Regions from separate parts of the Triticum aestivum genome. Here region 1 is linked to region 2. Evidence: chromatin contacts called from public Hi-C data. All regions are on one chromosome and are shown on one strand. The core of a region is the stretch at or near the end of the contact, and the rest is flanking DNA. Distances in the headings are between cores, read along the strand shown.

Region 1 (5,578 bases), core at 1,029-3,528, 240 kb after region 2:
CTGTGGCACATAGGAGAGTCCCGGGTCTGCTCCTCCCGTAGCAGTCGTGGCTTCTTCTCTTCGGCAACCATGAGTCGGTCTCTCTGTGTGTGGTTAGTGTGCTCCTGTGATGTTGTTTGTGGTGTCGTTGGCAAGTTTGGTGCGTCCTTGTGGCGCGACGAAACGGGTTGGCTTGGCCATGTGATGAGTAGGGGCTTGGCCCCATTTGTATCGGTTTTCGCCCGGGTTTCATAATTACCTGGGCAACCTTCTTTTTAATTAATGAAACGGGCAAAACTTTTGCCTCGTGTTTCAAGAGAAAGAACCTGTGGCACATCAGGTAAAAGAAGGAAGTCTCCATAGACTCTGGCATAAGCAGCTAGCTCATGTGCGGCCACATTGTTCTCTCTGTAGATTTTGGTCACGCAGCATGACACAAAATCTCTAATCTCTAATCATCTTCTTGGTCTTCTGGCTCCCACTGTAGATGTTGCTGAAGCTTAAGTCATCAAGCAAATGGGCTAGACCAACATGCGCGCACATTCAAAGATAGCACATTCTACAAGAACTTTGTTTAATGAAAACAAGAACTTACTTCCAAGTCCCATAAATTACAATAAATTTAATCACCAGCTTGATCCCAACTACTAATTAAGCACAGGTTTACACATCAACGAAATTAATATAACATACTGGCATTGTCACACAATAGAGTAGGAGATGATCATATCTTGACGCCGTTTCCTCCAAACCTCCTGACGTAGGGGTCGTGCATGGTCTGCACCGGCACCACGGGCATGGCGCCGAACACCCCGAAGTTCATGCTGCTCTGGTCGTCCATCAGCGAGTACTCCTCCACCTCGTCGCTGCTGTAGTCGGCGGCCTCCTTCTCGTCTTCTTGGTCGTCCTCGTCCCCGTCGCCGGAGTACACGCTGTTCTCCGTCTCCATCAGGTGGTCTGCGTACTTGACGCTCTCCATCCTCACCGCAGGCCGGACCTGGGCGTCGTTGCCCCCCTTGGAGGCTGCCGCCGCCGCGCCGTCAGGAGCCACAGTCTCGCCGCGCAGGATCCGCACGACGGCGCGCATGTCCGGGCGCCGCTCGGGCTCCCCCTGCACGCAGAGCGCGGCGGCCTCGAGCATGCGCGCCAGCTCCGCCGCGTCGTAGATGCCCCGGAGGCGCGGGTCCACGAGGTCACCGAGCCGGCCGCGAGCGATGAGGGGCTCCGCCCACTCGGTGATGGTACGCTTGGCACCCGACGGCAGCCTCTCGATGGGCTTCCTGCCGGAGACGAGTTCCACGAGCAGTATCCCGAAGCTGTACACGTCGCAGGCGCCTGAGACCTTGCCCCACATGGCGTACTCCGGCGCGAGGTAGCCGAGGGTGCCCTTGACCCTGGTGGTCATGTGGGAGACGCCGTCGGGGACGAGCTTGGCGAACCCAAAATCAGCGACGAGCGGCGCGAAGTCGGAGTCAAGCAGCACGTTGCTGGCCTTGATATCGCGGTGGATGATGCTGGGAGAAGCCTCGTGGTGGAGGTGCACGAGCGCCTCGGCGGCACCAACGGCCACGCCCACGCGGCGGCGCCAGTCGAGGGTGGCGTCGGAGGCGAACTGGCCGTGGAGGTGGGACAGGAGGCTGAGGTTGGGCATGTAATCATACACGATCATGCGCTGGTCTGCGGCAGCGCCGGCGCAGTAGCCGCGGAGGCCGAGCAGGTTGCGGTGGCGGACGCGGGCGAGCACCTCGACCTCGACGGCGAACTCCATCTCGGCCTTGGAGTTGTTGTTGTTGGGCTTGAGGCGCTTGACGGCGATCTGGACGCCGTCAGGGGTCTTGCCCCAGTAGACGCTGCCGAAGCCGCCCTCGCCGAGCTTGTTCTCCTCGCTGAACCCGCCCGTGGCGGCGTGGAGCTCCTTGTAGCTGTAGATCCTCCACGAGCTGCCGCCGCCGCTGCCCGTGCCCGCCGTCGCCGCCCCCGACGACGCGCTCACGCAGCCGTGCCCCACCTTCTCCGCACCGCCGCAGCAGGAGCTCGCCCCGGACCCCATGGACGGACGGACGCCTCGATCGGGTATCTGCTCTGCCTCGGCGCAACAACTTTGAAGCAATGCTTGGATGGAGCGATGCGGCTTGGAGCGGGTGAAGGGACCTAACTGGTGTGAAGAAGGTACTTATGGTGGCGTTGGCAGTTGGCGTGCCTGCGCGGCGCGGCCGGCGGAGATGTTTATGCGGCGGCGTATGCTGTGGCCTGTGGAGCTTACTGCTGGTTGACCTGGTAGTAAGATGGTTTGGTGCCATGCGCCTCCATGTGGAAGGATGGCATTGGGCGGCGGCGTGTGTGTGTCAGCGTGGAGGGGAGCGGGCGCCAATTGCAGGGCAGGAGAGAAAGGGATCCGCACTGGCGCCAAAAACTTGAACCGGTCAAGCGCAGTAGGATGGGCTGGCCTGGCTAACGCTGGTGCTGTGACACAGGCCCAGCATGAAGTTAAATGCTGAGCACGGCCCATCCTATCTGTCTCTTCCAAATCACTAATTGAGGAGTACTTCTTTCAAAGAACACTCCCGCCTTCCCAGATTCGTTTATTCAAAAAGTTTTATCTCTTAAACCATACGACTAAATCTTGAAGCATTTTCGCCGTCGGGTCCCCCGCGTCGAGATCTTCAAAACTAGATCCCATGTTGATAGTTTTCGACGAATATTTTTTTCACAAAAAAAACGGACAAAAAAACCCGAACCTGGAACACGCTTTTTTTCGTTTCGGAAAAACCCAAACCAGGAGCACCTTTTTCCCCTTTCCAAAGAGGCATGCGTTTTTTACCTTTCCGAAAGGCACATTCATGCCTCTTAGAAGCAAATCTAAGAACACGTGTTTCCCCTTTCCGAGAGCATGCCCGTGCCTCTGGCGGAAACAAATTCGTGCTTCATGAGAAGTAAATGCGTGCCTCTTGCGGAACAAAAAAACACATTTTTTTTCCTTTCCGAGAGGCAGAATCAAACCCGTGCCTCCACGAGAAATGAATCTGTTCCTCTTGCAGAAAAAAAACATGATTTTTTTTCCTTTCCGAGAGGCACGCCCGTGCCTCTCCTAAAAGGAAATCCGTGCCTCCACGAGAATTAAATATGTGCCTCTCGTGAAAGATAAAAAAAGACATTTTTTAGCAAAAATAATCAATTTTTTGTCTAAATCCTAAGAAAACCGGGGGAAAAGAGAAAAACCGAAAAGGAAATCATCTAAAAGCCGAAAACACATACAGAAAAAATTCTAAGGGAGCGCCCAGAGTGCGACACGTGGCGGCGGCTGAGAGCGCGCCAAGTGACGGCTCCCAGCCCACCCCAAGCGACCCTTTGGGGGGGGGCTCCCGGAGGAGTACTCCTCAATAGCGAGGGTGCGATTCGAACCAGCGATCTCACAACTACTTGTGTGCTGCCCTTACCACTTGGCCAGCTCACGTGTTCGTGTTTACTTGCAGCTTTTTCACCCTTTTCTCCTTTCTTCTTTCTTTTTTCCTTTTTCTTGGAAATGGTTTTGTTCGGTTTATTCCTTTTTATTTCTTCTTTTCTGTTAAGTGCGTGAACTTTTTTCCCAAATTTTTGAACTTTTTTTTTCAATTTTGTGAACTTTATCTCGAATCGATGAACTTTTTGCAAAATTGATGAACTTTTTATAAATCTATGAACTTTTTTTCAAAATCAATGAACATTTTTCAAATGGATAAACTTTTTTTTCAAATTTATGTTTTTTCCAAATTGATGAACTTTTTTCAAAATGGACGAACTTTTCTGAAGTATGCGAACTCTCTTTCAGAATTCATGAACACTTTTGAATTCGTGAGATATTTTCCATTTTTTCAATCTTTCCTGGATTTTTTTTAAATTTATGTTATTTTTTCAAATGTCAACTGTCGACCAGTCAACTGCAATCGAGCGAACCAGGCGATGTGGGACAGCGAATGAGGCAATCTGGGCCGTCCCAGTTCGCGGGCGCGTGGTCGACAGTCCTCTAGCCGGCGGTGAAGGCGCCCTATAGGAGTACCCTTTTGCTAGAGTTATTCCCAAAATGCGACACTTGTTCATCGGTTTGGACTGCAAGCAAGTTATCAACCACATAGACCAAGGTGTAGATGGAAACTACAGAAGCTCATCAGAGAGATTAGTGATTACTGTAAAAAAACGTATGTTTTCAAGTTGAGTCGAGAGCTTCGAATTTCAAAGCCTATATCTTAGCTAGTTTGGTCTTTCCCTTTCTCTCGGTAGACATGTGTGGCTGGGCCTCATGATGTGAAATCTATTCCTGTAAACATTATCGTTGATTAATAAAGCCTAGCTGCTTTTGCTAAAAAAACCAAACTTCTTGGCGCAGTTTACCAGGGATGCAGGGGCGGAGACAGGGGGCGAGCAGGGGCTAGACCCCCCCCCCCCCCCCCCCCCCCCCCCCCCAATCGTTCGCACCCCCCAAGCGATCTGCTATATTCGTAGTAGTACTAATATGGGTAGTTAACTGCTAATCAGTATGTACTTAAGGCCCAGGCCCATAGATCCTTTCAGTCGTGTACACCCAGCCCAAAAGTAGCTCATTATGGTCTCGTGTAAGCCTAGAAAGCCCGTTCTGCGTAACCTAGACGCTAATCGATCGATTGATTCCGCCGCTGCGCCTCTGCTTGCCGCCACGGCAGCCGCAAGCAGATTAGCAGACCAGGATACTGCCGCGGTGCTATCCAGCCTTCCTGTTTTAATCTTGCCGAAGTATTGTCCATTGGAGTCCCCCGGTGATCATATTTAATCAAATACTCTAACCCGCTTTTGGTCTTTGAGCACGCCAATCTAAAGGTAACTGCTATACATTCAAGTCTTGTTTCATCTGGATATGAATCCACTAGTCTTGATTAATTGGAGCACTACATACAAGGTCTAATTCATTAGTATACCATGATGTATAATTTTCAAACTATTTGATATTTTTTCTCATAGTTTTGTTCGATTTAGTTGGCAATTATAGAGGTAAAATTATTCTAAAGGTTTGCCGAGACGTCCCGAGTTATTTTATTTTGGTGGTATTGTCAAATTTTGGATTATGCTTTGCCGAGACGGGCCGAATGCACCACATGCGCTGCATGTGAGCCAAAGCGGCAACATGTGGTCTTCGGCATGCACCCCCTCAACAGCTAGGCCAATTGCACAGTGTAAATTGGGTCGCGCCAAGCGCCATATTAAGGTTTAGTGCGCAAGTATTCTCTGTTTTTTTTAAGATATGACCAATGTATTCTTCGCCCCCCTCATGCTCAAATCCTGGCTCCGCCCCTGCATGGATGTAAAGGTTGGTTGTACGTGTTTTCTTTGTTGGTTTTAATTTTAAAAAGAAACCCTCTTAAACTGCGCGTTCAGATCATAAGTCGTTTAAACCGTTGTGTTCTTACGTCATTATTTTTGAAACTAGATCTCATGTTAATAACAAACTTGTGCTTTCCAAAAAAAAATTTGTCGGGTAATCCCCGAGATAACCTACATGTACTCCCTCATGGTTACTGCGACCCTATGTACTGTAACTAGTACTTCCCGAGCAAAACAACATGTGCTCCCAGTCCAGTACAACATGTTA
Region 2 (5,477 bases), core at 1,064-3,563:
GACAATTCTTCAGCTGAACTGCTGCTCAGACCAGTAGGTTCCAACTCTGACAGCATTACTAAGGGAAAGTGCATTAATAATGAGACTACACTTCAAGGGAAAGCAATGCCAGATGAGCTTCAACAGCAGTCTGAATATACACTCCCGCATATACTGCTGTCGAATATACACTCTCCTCACATATACATAATCAGCTTCTCTTCAGACTGTTGCTCCTCTGACATTGCTTTCTCTTGAGTAATAACCAGATCAATAAGGCACTTGCCCTTACTAATGCTGTCGCAGTTGGAAGCTACTGGTCTGAGGACCGATTCAGCTAGAGAATTATCAAAGTCCAAGTTATAACTGCCACTGGAACCGTTGTTTCCTTTCTTAAGGCAGAGAACCAATGGAATGAACCTTCACTGACATGGAATAAAATATATACTTTATGACTCAAAACTTTAATATTTGCCAATTTTCTACAACTACAGTGTAGAATTTTAGAATCATGTAACTGAGTGAAGGATGTAAGAAATATTAGTAGATGTAAATAAATTAACGCATCATTATTTATTAGAAATTAATCATTTTGTGACAAATGGATATAGCAAACGTAGGTGACCACCCAATAAAGATTCACCCTAATGTTGTACAGCTCCATACAAATCATATTTTTGAGATCCCTGAAGCAACAAATTATTTCTCAGCCATATACTTGGCTGCATGGGGAATTTGATCAAAAGAGAAGAAACAAAACTCACTTTTTATCACTCTTTATGCTGGGGCTCATGAAGGAATTTAAATCCAGCTCTAACTGATACTCCATGATCCGTGAATTCTTACATATAGATGCACCAAGCAATGCTTGAAACCACTTGAGCTGGGTTATAAGAACTTCTGGAGCCTCTTTTCTCCCTCGTTTATATAATCCTGTGAACCAAGGAGGACCAAGGTTATTGAGACAGAGACGAAGATGATAATGATGATGATGATAACGAGTTTCCAATATTTGTTGGTAACGCTCCGCCACTGACGGTGGCGTTGGTGATCTCCGGCGTACAAAAGCAGAATTCCACAACAAAAATAGCTATCGATCACCACAACATCACCAAAGTAATTGTAAAGGTTCTGGCAGTGCCACCGGTCAATTCCTATCATCGTTGAGTCCATCCCTACCCCTTAAGGCCTTGTTCGTTAATCCTACCCACACCGGGATCTGACCAAAACCTGGCCGAACCACGTGGTTTTGGCCCCGGTGAGGGTTGTATCCCGACCTACCTTATATGCGCCTTCGATTGGACCCTGCCAGATTTATACGCCTTCCAAACCCGCCCCAAACCGTCAGGCTTCAACCCCACCAGAGCCAGGGTTTAAACCCACATGCCTCACACGTGGAACCAAACCCCATGTTCGAGTCGTTACAAACTAAAAAGAGAAGAAGGTGAGAGCGGCAGCGGGCATGGCGGCATTGAAGGACTCGACAACGTGGAACCAAACCCCATGTCCAAGTCGTCCAGAACAGCTGAAATGATATGTTATTTTCCACTTTCCTTTTGTCAGATATTGAGTTGTCTATGCAATGCTAAGTATTCTGCATTTGAAATTCTAAATTGTTGGATATTGAATTGCCTATGCCACGGTTGCACTAATATGCACACTCTATTATAAATCACACAATTCAAACTTTTCCTGGTGTTGGGAGGGCAAAAGGTCTAACCGAATGGTTACAGTAGGCAGGGATTTTCGCGAAAAGAAAGGGTGTGGATGAACTGGTGGGAGGCGGCGCACCCTGATCTGGACCAGCGAGCGATCGACCCCAATCACTGCATTTACAGATGAGGTGGTGGGGGTGGGGTACCAGATCGAAACATGGAGGAAACGAGGTGCGGACGGCGGCTCAGATCTACGGCTTGGCGTCGCCAGAACCCTCGACCGGAAGCCGCGCCGGTCCCCCGCCACGCGGTACCCAAAGACCCCGCCGCCGCAGCGACGCCGACGACGCCGCGGAGGCTGCCCGAGCAGGGGCCTCCATGCCGGCGGCGACGCGGCGCGGCGCGGACGGGAGGGCTGGCCCCGCGAGGCAGCCGGATCCGACGCTGCCGCCGCTCGGGGGCGCGGGTCTGCGCCAAGGGCCGGGCCTCCTCATCGCCGCCGTTTTTTCGGGTGGCCGCGGTCTCGGGTGGTGCGGTCATCGGCCGCGGCGAGCGGGACGAGCGGAGAGGCGGGGTGAGCGCACGCCTCCGGCGCCGATGCACGCCGCTGCCTCACACTTAAACTAATGATGGGTGAGCCCGTGAGGGCGGCGGCTAGGGTTTTATTGTGTGTGTGGCTTTGGCAGGTGGACGCGGTGACGTGTGTGATCAGTCCAGTGTCGGATGTGGGGCGCCCGTGGGAAAATCCAACGGCCAGCGTCCATTCTCGATCTGTACTTTCTTTTTAATCCTTCAATAATGCTACACATACAAAGTAGTACAAAGGTTTAGTTAGGCTGGTCATACTTAGCACTAGGCTAAACGAAAATACAAAGGTGAACATGGGTGCACGCGCACACACATGAATAGTAAATTTATAAAAACTACTAGAAAAAATAAAAAATTCTGAAATTTCGCGGTATGAACCTAAGTCGATCATTCTACTCACGTGTGAAGTTTCATGATGTATTGACACCCATGGTATTCTTAGTGAAGAAAATACAAATGCAACCATACTATTCATTAAATAATGGTTTTTAATAGGACGCGTCTAGGGAGCAGCCGTTGGCTCCCTAGCGGTCCCGAGCGGCCACCTAGGTATGGTAAGTTTCTGTCCCTACCCAATCCAAAAAGGAAAGAAAGGGAAGGCGGCCCCCACGTGACGCACACAAAAACCACATGGTCCCCGGCGCACCACTCCAGTCCCCTGAACCCACATGATTCTAGTCCCCCGTTTCTCTTCCTTTTCTCCAGTCCTGCCTCCCCCCCCCCCCCCCCCACACCACTCCAGTCCTGAAGAGCGAGGCAGTTGCACTTCTTCCCCACGAAAGAAGCAACCAGGATTCCAGGAACACGCCATGGGAGCCTTCCTTATCTCAGGAGCTGTCATGGAAGATCTGTCAAGGTGAAGAACAAGAAGATCTAATATATGCAGTTTTTTAGGGGAAAAGAGAAGGAGAGAAGGGGGATGTACCAGGCTCTGCTGTAGATCTTCAACTTGAAAAGAGGATGAAGAAGGTGACATGTTCCTCTTCTTCTTCTTCGCCTTGAATCCAACTTCTCCAATCCTTCTCCACGTTGACTGCAACTGCTCCGATAATAGTTCACCCAAACTAGTGCAACAACACACATAAAACCAGGAATACACAAACATGGACTTGCATATTGTGCAACTTTTGTGTTTGTTGCGACCAACTATTTCAGGTAATCGAGCCAACTTTTTTTCATATTGTGCAACTCACACACAGACACAGGAAACAAATGAACATACTGTTGTAAAAAAAATGTAGCATATATAGGCCATATGTTCTGATTTGTTGCACATAGTACTAGATATATCTATAATGCAGTAATGTTTTAGTTCAAAAAGCAATGAATGGCTAAGAACTGAAAAAGACATAGTAGCAGATTGCTTCTTGGTGATCACTTCTTATGTGCAAAATTTGTTTGTTAGAAGCTCATCCACCCAGAACCTGGTTGGCAGACAAAAACAAAAGAAAATGAAGAAGTGTTACTACTTGTAAGATTGTCGATGGATGAGAAAAAAACTTCATGAAAAGACATGGGGGCCCATGTTGTATGCCCTCTTGGCCAAAATTGGAAGAATCCTCTATGTGAAACTATGGAAAAACATATGCGAATCAACCCAACAAACCACACGCTGGACGCGGTCTCCAGGCCATCACGTGCCCTTCCCTCCCCTTCGAAGATCTCACGCCCCATGGCCGCCAACTTCTTCCCCACGCCCTTACATGTCCCCACCTTCTTCCCCACGAAACAATGGTTTCCCAGGTCTGGATTTGCATCGCCAGAGCTACTATGGCAGATGAATCAAAGTGAAATAATAGTAGATCTGGAACAATTTGCTGTGAAAAAAGAAGAAAGGGGGAGGGCAGATCAGAACGTACCAAGGTGAAAAAAGAGGTGATCCTTTTCTCCTCCTGTTGAGATCATCCCTCCTTGACTTTCCCTTTCCCCTGGGGCTCTCACCAAATATCTGTTTGCAAAAATTAGCTTCTCCATAGTTTAAGAGAGCATAAACAAAGAAAAGAAAGGGGAGATCTTGTACCTGTGCAATTTCAACTGATTTTCGTGCACACTAAATCATGAGACAAGCCAACATTTGCAGCAGTGTGTGCAACAAAACGTAGAAAATGTGCAAATATATAGAAGAGAGCACATAGAGTATCTTATTTCACACATAATGCAGAAGAACCGATGTCCATGTAGCAAAAGAAAAAAAAGGAAAGTATGCTGTAGGTACTATGAAAAGATAACTACCAGCTAGACAAGAATCTGGTTTGCAGGTGCTTTTTTTTCCTTTGATCTTTCAACACAATAGTATATTTGACTTTGTAGCTGAGAATTATGTGTACGAATCTACAACAGCTCCTCCACCCCCATAACCTGCAAAAACCACACATGATGCAAAAAAGAAGCCTAAGAAAAAAAGAACCAACTTTGGGTTGTATTTGTGCAACTTAACCAGTACAAGTGTGCAACTGACAACACTCCCATATCCATTCACTTGTGCGGTTTGAATTTCAGTAGTTGGCATCTTCAAGTCATATAAAAGTTGAAGATGCCAACTCATATAATTTCAAATTCATTTTGGTTTTAGCTAAAAAATTGTATGCAAAATTCCAGAAAAAACTTATGTTGGCTGATGTGCAACTACATCATCTATTTTGTGCAACTGCAAGTACTCCTGCATGCAATTCATGTTACATGTGTGTGCAACTATGTAATGAATTTTGAACTGGTGAACATGATGAATTTAGCATGTTTGAACACAAGGAATGTAAAAATAGTAAATTTTAAAAGATTATAATCTTCCAAAAAAGTAGTGCAATTACATTCAAGTGAAAATAAGATGCATGTGAACACATAAGGATGCCAACTATTAAATGGTTCTTGTGCAACTAAAGGAGTTAAAGATGCCAAATCATGTGACATTGTTGTGCAACTATTAAAAGAATCGGGGATGCCAACTCCTGATTTGTTCTTGTGCAACTAAAATAGTTGAGGATGCCAACTCATATGATATTGTTGTGGGACTATTTAAAAAGTTGAGAATGCCAACTCCCAAATGGTTCTGGTGCAACTATGGAAGTTGAGGATGCCAACTCGTATGATACTGTTGTGCAACATTTGAAAAGTTGAGGATACCAACTCCTAATTGATTGTTGTGCAACTATAAAAGTTCAGGATGCATCTATAAAAGTTGAGGATACCTCTCCTTCACTAGGAGCTGCATCTCTTTCTACAACCATTTTTTATCTGTAGAAAAAGCAAACAAACAAA

What was found. A called contact is a pair of places that touch in the nucleus more often than the background predicts.
Region 1: a Hi-C map of leaf shows a contact between it and region 2, with 4 times the contacts expected there. The contact joins the promoter of LOC123164322 here to the promoter of LOC123165833 in region 2. A contact is called at or near these places in 2 of 5 Hi-C or Micro-C datasets (both in leaf).

The regions. Positions count from the first base shown.
Region 1 is chr7D:597,512,594-597,518,171 of IWGSC CS RefSeq v2.1, forward strand. LOC123164322 (putative proline-rich receptor-like protein kinase PERK6) reads right to left here and starts at 2,279. Exons shown (of 2, transcript XM_044581747.1): 1 at 1,902-2,279; 2 at 704-1,549. The coding sequence starts at 2,279. The coding sequence ends at 704.
Region 2 is chr7D:597,272,569-597,278,045 of IWGSC CS RefSeq v2.1, forward strand. LOC123165833 reads right to left here and starts at 2,314. Exons shown (of 5, transcript XR_006483202.1): 1 at 1,700-2,314; 2 at 744-912.